Linked DNA regions of Sus scrofa: region 1 is linked to region 2. A link is a contact called in public Hi-C data. All regions are on one chromosome and are shown on one strand. The core of a region is the stretch at or near the end of the contact, and the rest is flanking DNA. Distances in the headings are between cores, read along the strand shown. Region 1 overlaps LEF1 (lymphoid enhancer binding factor 1). Region 2 overlaps LOC100738196 (a long non-coding RNA gene).

Evidence for each region. A called contact is a pair of places that touch in the nucleus more often than the background predicts.
Region 1: a contact with region 2 is called in a Hi-C map of liver, with 2.5 times the contacts expected there. The contact joins two enhancer-like sites. A contact is called at or near these places in 4 of 47 Hi-C or Micro-C datasets (liver and skeletal muscle).

The regions. Positions count from the first base shown.
Region 1 is chr8:113,936,813-113,940,810 of Sscrofa11.1, reverse strand. All of the region lies in intron 11 of LEF1 (lymphoid enhancer binding factor 1), which reads right to left. Among named protein-coding and RNA genes, the nearest start is that of HADH, 67 kb to the left of the region's middle. Within about 2 kb of position 1,435, at least 6 of the 83 cell types and tissues checked have an H3K27ac peak or open chromatin away from gene starts, as enhancers often do. A contact at or near this core is called in liver, where this site is marked.
Region 2 is chr8:113,803,790-113,807,976 of Sscrofa11.1, reverse strand. The region is part of intron 4 of LOC100738196 (a long non-coding RNA gene); the gene reads left to right. Among named protein-coding and RNA genes, the nearest start is that of LEF1, 21 kb to the left of the region's middle. Within about 2 kb of position 2,511, at least 4 of the 83 cell types and tissues checked have an H3K27ac peak or open chromatin away from gene starts, as enhancers often do. A contact at or near this core is called in liver, where this site is marked.

The DNA.
Region 1 (3,998 bases), core at 186-2,685, 130 kb before region 2:
ATACAGGGTCACCATGGCAGCAGACCAGTCTTAGCTCCAAAGAGAAGAAATGGGGGCCTTCCAGTGCCCCCCACTGTTATCTGTGTTAGAGACCTGAAAAGGGTCAAGTTAAGATTCTTTTCAAGAAACCACAAGCATGAGGCTCAGGAGACTGGAGACTCCCCACATCTAAGGCCTCACTGGGGGCTGTGGCTGAGGTGGGGTGGCAGGCGAGCCCCAGCGTAGCCCAACCCAGCAATGGAGTCATCATCAGAGCCACAGTGCAGCTGCCGCTTCAAAGGGAGCTCAGAGTCTCATCTGATGGCCGTCAGGCTTGGGGTCCCTCCACCACAAGTCACATGTGGGTCGTGCATAGAGTGGATCTGAAGGGGCAACATGAGAAAATGTCCCCCTCCCCGCAACCTGGGAAGCTCTCCTGGACCAAACTCCAATCCTGACAAAATATCCCACTAACCCACATGGATCCAGGAACCCAAGCTTACTCAGTAAAGGGGAATCTCAAGATTTCAGGAAGGACCTGCATCTGGGAGATGACCAGCTCCGACTCTGAGGCAGTAGGGCCTTCTAGGCCTTGGCTCAAAAGCCATGAGGAAAGGGGAAACGCCTCAGAAGGACAAATATAAGCTTCTGCTGGAAGCTGAATGCTTTGCCAGCCCACACCCGTGGGGTTCCAAAGCCCAGCCCCCCAACCCAAGCTGTCCCCCAGCAGGAGGGGCAGCACGTGGAGAGGAGGGGTGACATGTGACACAGGACCTGCAGGGTCCGCCAGAGATGGTGCAGGCCAAGTGGGGACAGCAGAGTGCGCGGGTGAGCACCCTGTGCCAAGACCCCCGGACCTCCCCTTGCTGTCACATAACCTCACCTCCTTGTCCAGAAATGGTTAAGAGGCCAATAAGGGACTTGGAATAAGAGATCCTTCATCTCCCTCCCAAAGGAGCAAGAACTTCAAAAAGTTTTAAATTAAGACGTGAAATTTGAGGAAAGTATCCGAGATCAGTCTGTGAGAGTGAACAGAGGCAGAGACTCTGACTGTGAAGATCACCTCACAGCAGCACAGCACACCCCTCACGCCAACCGCCTGAGGTGTTTGGCCTCGCCTCTGGGCAAACCGACAGTTGGCTGTTTGCTATTCCGGGGCGTAAACCCTTGAACAGAGCAGAGTCCTGTGTTCAGGCAGAGGGGAACAGATCTGCAGAGCAGGGAGTGAGCGGGACAGAGCTGGCAGGCCCTGTCATTCCAAAGGGAACTGGGCCATTCTGTCATTAATGGCTGCGCTGAGGGGACCCTGAGAGAGTCCCCAGGCCTCCTGGCTCCAGCTGGGTCACAGAAGCTGGTGAGGAAGAAGGAAGGAGGGCAGTGGGTGCTGGGCACCGCTGCGCCAGGCACCGGGATGGGAGCTTCACATGCATGATGTCATGCCATCACAACAGCTGTGCTGATCGCGGCCAGTTTTCAGAGGGCTGGGCTGAGCGGGGTGAAAGGTCTTACCTAAGGCCACCCAACCTACACGTGGCAGGACTGGCTTTTGAGCCCTAAACCCAAGTTTCCTCCACCACACCTTAGAGCTAAATTCTTGCTCATTCTCTTCTTTTGGCCAGCCTGCCTGCCTTCCATGCATCCGTCTGCCCATCTGAGTCACCAGCAGCACTGGTGCTGTGCAGGTGGAAGCAGTCTCCATCTAGACCACGGCCCACCCAAAGGTGCTATGCTCTGTTTGAAAGCAGGATGAGCCAACAAAGGGCATAAGAAATTAACTTTGAAATTTAAATCTCTAAGACTGAAAGTATAACCTACAAAAGGCAACCTCAGGTCTTTGAGAGTAACTATTACCCAGTGTTTGAGAAACGAAAAAATGATAACATGTGGTTAAGAAAGTCAGTGCAAGTCTGCTTTCTGCAGCCAAATTCATCCTTAAGTCCTGGCATCCAAACTAGACAGTCGCATAGTACCCTAGTCACAAGCTCTGATGCAAGATGATTCCCAGGAAAAGAGATTTTGCAGAATTCTTAATTGGTCTTAACTTTCCACCTGAGGTTCTGTAAGTAGTGTGAATCTTGCTTTTACTGTGAACATGCTGTGTGAGGTTGGAACAACAGGGATGGAACTAATACCTCTGGACCACACATTCTGGGGAGACGCTGGTTTCCATCTGCAGCTATCGGTTTCTCTTCCTGACCAGCCCCGTGTGTCTCCCCGTGAGGACGAACATCACACTGGTTGGCTGGGCCTCCCAGAGCAGGTCTCACCCGCCAGCTCCTTGCCTCTGCTGGAAACCCTACAGAAGAATTCTTGGCAAAGTGCAGAGCAAGAGAGCCTCAACGTCCATTTTTAATTTTGCAGGATGAAGTGCTTCAGGAGGACAATAACTATGGAGACTCATTTATCTACCTCCAAATTCTTTAGCCATTTCACCTTTTCATAAAGTCTCCCACACCAAAGACACTAACTCACCTTTTAAAAGTGAGGCAACAGAATTAATGCACAATTTTTTTCTTTGAAACCAAGAATTTCTATTGTCACACTTATGTGTGTATGAGTCTGCGTGTCTAGGGCTGCGTGGCCTGGGGAGGCAACTCTGCATTGTGGTTCAGAGCACGAGATCTGAGATGGTTGGTGGGCTGGGTGAAGCCTGGCCTTCATCGTACCACGTGGGTTATCCTGGGCAAGTTAATCAACATACCAAACCCCAGTTTCCTAGTCCGTAAAGTGGAAACAGTCACTACATCTCATCACACGTGCTGAGGGGATGAAAGGAGGTAACAGATGCAACAGGCTTGGCGAGTGCCTGGCACCTGAAAGGACACAATGAATGTTGGTGTCTGTAGTGGGTGGAGACTTGAGTTAAAGAGGAACAGACCCAGGTCTGCATGAGACATCCTGCACACCAGCCACGTGGCCCTGGACGTTTCTGATGTTTTCTTATCCCTCAGACAGGACAGAGATCCCTCTCCATACTGGGCTGCCATGAGAACGGGATGCAGGGGCTTCGACTAGGGCACCCAGGACAGAATATGTGGTCTAGAGGTGATATTTCCATTTCTGTTGTTCCAACCTCACACAGCATGTTCAGGGTAAAAGCAAGATTCATACTATTTATAGAATTTCTGGTGGAAAATTAAGACCAAGAATTCTGCAAAATCTCTTATGAAATATTATAATATCTTAATATCTCCAGAAATACAATGATAGCTGAGAAAAGTAATCCCAAGAGAGCAAAAAAATGTGTTATAGTCACAGAGAATATATCTAAAAATTTAGAAAATTCCAGATTAGATTTAAAACTTACGCAAAAAAAAGTGGGCAGTATTGTTTGACTGAGACACTTTAATTCTTTTCCTCATTCTATCAAAAAGAATAAGTGACTTTGCTAGGGCTCACAGACAGTTCAAGCAGGACTACCCCACTCATCTTTATCTGTTACCTGGCAGCTTCAGACCTAAAGGACACAGCTGAAGAAAAGAGAGCGGAAAGGCCTCAGGCTCTCACTGTAGTATCAAGACATGCATGTTTAAAAAAAAAAAGTTCCCGACAGGCACAGTAGAAATGAATCCGACTAGGAACCATGAGGTTGTGGGTTTAATCCTTGGCCTCACTCAGTGGGGTAGGGATCCGGCGTTGCTGTGAGCTGTGGTGTAGGTTGCAGATGTGGCTCGGATCTGATGTTGCTGTGTCTCTGGCGGAGGCCAGTAGCAACAGCTCTGACTGGACCTAGCCTGAGAATCTCCATATGCCACTAGCGTGGCCCTGAAAAGCAAAAAAAAAAAAAAGGACACACAGATTTACCCTTCCTAATAACAGTGCCCTCCGTACCCCAACGAAATCCATTTATTTATTTATTTGTTTTTTTATGGCTGCTCCCATGCCAGGTGGAGGTTTCCAGGTTAGGCGTCAAACTCTGAGAGCTGTAGCTGCTGGCCTATGCCGCAGCAATACCAGATCTGAGCCATGTCTGTGACCTACTCCACAAGCTCATGGCAACGCTGGACCTTTAACCCACT
Region 2 (4,187 bases), core at 1,262-3,761:
TAAACTACTTGCAACTGAATTCTTGTCAGAGGGTTTGTTTCTGGAGAATCTGAACTAAGACAGTACCAGTAAGGCTTTAACCATTTCTAGTGCTGTTGATCTTCCTTATTACCAGCGAGCTAGTTCAGGCCTCAGGCTGGAAACTTTAGGTTGTTAAGAGTATCTTGCTAAACTTACCAAGAGTTGTCTTGTTTTCAATATACTTATTTTTTATTACCTTCTATGTATTATATTTTGTTTTCTATTGTGATATACATGCATCCATTTAAGTTTTAAAAATGACTTGGTTTAAACACAATATTTATAAAATACTAGGACCAGCAGTAAAGGGATTTGACAAAAATTGTGGACTTAAATGGCTGAAGTTTGAGGAACACCCTGCTGTGGGTTCCTGAGCTGACTTTGTGGGGTTTCTGGGCAACCAGAGAGTTTCCCACTCTGCTTCATGTAGCACCCTTACAAACAGGAAGCAGTAATACATGGCAGCAATATTATTTTATGACATATTCCCCATAAAGTCAGTGTCTTCCCTTATGACTTGAAATGGTTAGGCATGTTGAATAGATTTATCAGTATAATTTTTAAATGTTTCCTTTTAGAATAGTATACCTTCTTCTTCCTCCTTTTCCCCTCATTTCTCTTCTAGGAACAGAAGGAAATGGCTATCACCCATAATCTCAATGCCCAGAAATAATTACTGTTGACATTGTGTTATATTTCCTTCCTGTTCTTTTCTAATAATATACGTAAATGATGTGCTGAACCCACTCCAGGAAAGCTCCCTGATGACTCCTATGAGCAAAGCTCATTTTCACCTGAGTCAGATTACTCGTTCCTTCACTGCATCTGACATGGTTGATCCTTCTGGAAGTCTTCTGCCTCACTGACTGTGACACCGCTCTCCCCTCTCTCCTCCTAGGTCTACTTCTCATCTCCTCGTAATGGCCCCCATCCCTGCGCATTTCTTAAATGCAGGCCTTCCTCTCCTCCCTGAGTGGTCTCACTATGGCATGAAATCTCCTCCACCTCTTCTTTAAGCCACTTCTTCTTCTCAGTCCCAGACCTAGGGCCTCCTTTTCTGGAGGTCCCGGGACCACATCAAACTCATCGTGCTCAAAATTATACTCATAATTTCTCCCCTAACACCTAATGTTTCTTCTGTATATCCAGTCTCATGAATTTAAGCCAGAATCAAGATGTCATCCCTGACTCCTCCCTCTCTGTCATCCTTGACAACGGATGAGGAGTCAAGTGCCCTCCTCTCCACCCCATGGCACTGCCTCCATGCAGGCCCCCATGGTTTCTGGAAGACCTGCCCCGGGCACTTAGGGAGGCTCCCTGCCTTCAGTCACCTTACCCACTATCCTATACTGAGAGTGATTTTCTTAAACAAAGTCTGATCATGACACTTTCTTGCTTAAAACACTATTTAATGAAAAATCCAGGGCAAACAGTAAACTCTTACCTCTAGAGAGTGGGGCAGGACCATTTGCTTTTTATTCTGCGTACTTTTATACAACTTGATTTTGCTTTAATAATGAGCATGTTATTTTTCTAGTTCAAATGAATAAAGAGGTTTTCAAGAAGAAAACACATTCAGTGTACACCCCCTGTTGCTTACAAGCAGGGGGCTAAAAATTCACCATACTCTGCTGCCGATTCTCCCTAAAGCTTCCTGTCCCCCACACTGCAGGCTTATGCTATATGACTCAAGTTTATCCTGTAGGCTGCGGGTGTTCTGAACTTTGCTCATGCTGTTCCCTTCATCTGCAGTGCTGTTCTGGTCTTTGCCGTTTGCCCTGTGCTTAAACATCCTTCATGGCTCAGACTGAGTCACCTCTTCTATGAAGGACTTCCCCATCCCAGAAGGCATGACTGTGCTCCCTTTGTTCACCAGCCTGGGACTTTACCCTATGGAGAGGTCCATTCTGGAGCCCACGTGATATTTACATGTTTGCCCCCTCCACATATGCCCATGAGTCTCTTGAGAGCGTGGGCTGTGCCTCTTAGCAAGCCCTTAAAAAACAACACAATAAAGCCTGTCATTTACTGAGCCTCTCCCTCTCTGCTGTACATCTTGTGTGTCACAATGTCATTTCTAATCCTGGAAATAATCTGCAAAGCAGAATAGCTCCATCTCACAGAAAGAAATTTGAAGCTCAGAGCTAGGCTAAGGGTCATCCAGATGGTTTTGGGGCAGAGCTGGGAATTGGAACCTGTGCCCTCTGTAGCTGTCTCACCGGTAGCAGCTAGCATAATGATGGCTCAATAATCCATCACTTAGCATGTCACCAAATAATTCAGTAGGACAGTAGTCCATCTCACTAAAAAGTGTTTTATTTTACAGGCCCATGACTTAACCTCAATCCTTTCTCCATGTACTTTCTGAAAGAGATGCCCAAGGGCACTTCAGGGACCACAAAGCAGTTTACAGGAGTGGACAGTGTGCATCTGCCCTTGGCTAATCTGCCCTGGCTGGATCATTGCTAGTCATTTCAAAGTTGTTTGCCAAGTTCATTACACAAGAGCATGTCCCCAGGGACAACAGTTTTGTCACTGAACAAGGCACAGGCACAAACCATGGTTCTGGGGATCGGGATTTCACCTCAGGGAAACAGAGTTCTTAAGGGGACAGCAGAAAGGTGCAAATGCCTTGGGAATGAATCCCACAGGCCTGGATGGAAAGCTGAGGGCTGCTTGGCACCCTGAGCCTGGGAGTTGTGTCCCTGTGTGTATGTGCATGTGTGTGCCTGTGTTGGGAGGGGGTGTCTTGAGGGACACCGCAACTAATGCGGAATAGTGAGGCTCTGGGCAAGTCAGGGCTGGCAAGGGTGGCGATGGTTTATGCCCACCTAGCCTGGCTCAGGACTGGAGCCTGGGGGAAACGTTTTCTGGGAGGTTCTCACAGCTCCCCATAAATGTTCAGCCTCAGTGGGCCTGGCAGAGTAGTAGTAGGAATGTGGCTGGAAAAATGGAGGCACTGGTTCCCTTTTGCTGGGGGGCATGGATGGGGCCACAGAGCAGTTTCGTGAGCCCAAGAAAAGAATAAAAAGTTAATACGCTTAAGTCAGCATAAAAAATGGTTGGGTCACTTCAGTGCATAGCATAATTTGACAGAACATTGTGCATCAACTGTGATAATTTTTTTTTTTTTTTAAGTGGACTTGGAGCCTGCTCTGAGGCTACAGAGGTAGAGACCTGGTTCCTCCCTGCAGTTTCCTTTCTAATAGGGGGAGACAGACATGCAAACACAAAAAAACAACGGTGGTGGTGAATGGTGGATGTTGGGTGGAACCAGTAGTTCTGCTAACACATTGTATGTTTAAAGGGTGAGTGAAACTCTCTTTGCAATGTTCTATGCAAATGTGGAATCCTGATCATATTACTATGTTTATACCTAGCACGCCAGCACTTAAAGTGGAAGCCAGACTTGGTCAGGTTGCTATTGGGAAGTTGAAAGCTTCCTGCTGAACAAAGAGCGTTACTTTTTGCTATTGAGGATTTGGGCCACACAGTACTTTGATCTAAACTTTTTAGTAGATAAAGAATGAATATTTATTGTTTTTATGAGCAATGTTTTGTATGAAACAAATTTGGGGGAGTGGAAAGGAATAAATATTTGGGACAGCAAACATTTAAATGCCAGTAGTTAATTTACTTTGTTACCTTGATTTACAATGGTAACATTTGGGTGGAGAGCTGAAAAGAAGGAACACTCTTTGTTCTTGTTTTATTTAGAATTTCTAGCGTCTAAAGGAATGTTTTTACTGCAAGTACATAAAGTAATGAAAAAACCCCAAAGGATTTAAATGCCATTAGAGAAGCTTAACCTCAGGGTGTTAAATGAGCAAAGGATATTCTGGCAGATTTCTCTGGACTCTTTTTCTATTTTTTTCCGTCTTAAATATCTTTCAACTTCAAGTTTGTTGTTATAAGACTAGGAGGAAAAGAGAGTGTTAAAAAAGGGGGTGGGGGGCAATGAAAAGCACCCAAGGCTCCAGGACAGTAAACTGAGGACCCCACCAGGAGAAGGGACTGATTCTGGGAGGTTTAGGGCAGAGGAGACCGTAGGTATCCTGTAGACCAGAGGGCTTTATCTGGATGCCTCGGGCAGTCCATCTGATACGGCATGGACATCTCTGTCCTTTGCCTGCCTAGATCCAGCCAGTATGACTAAATAGCTACCA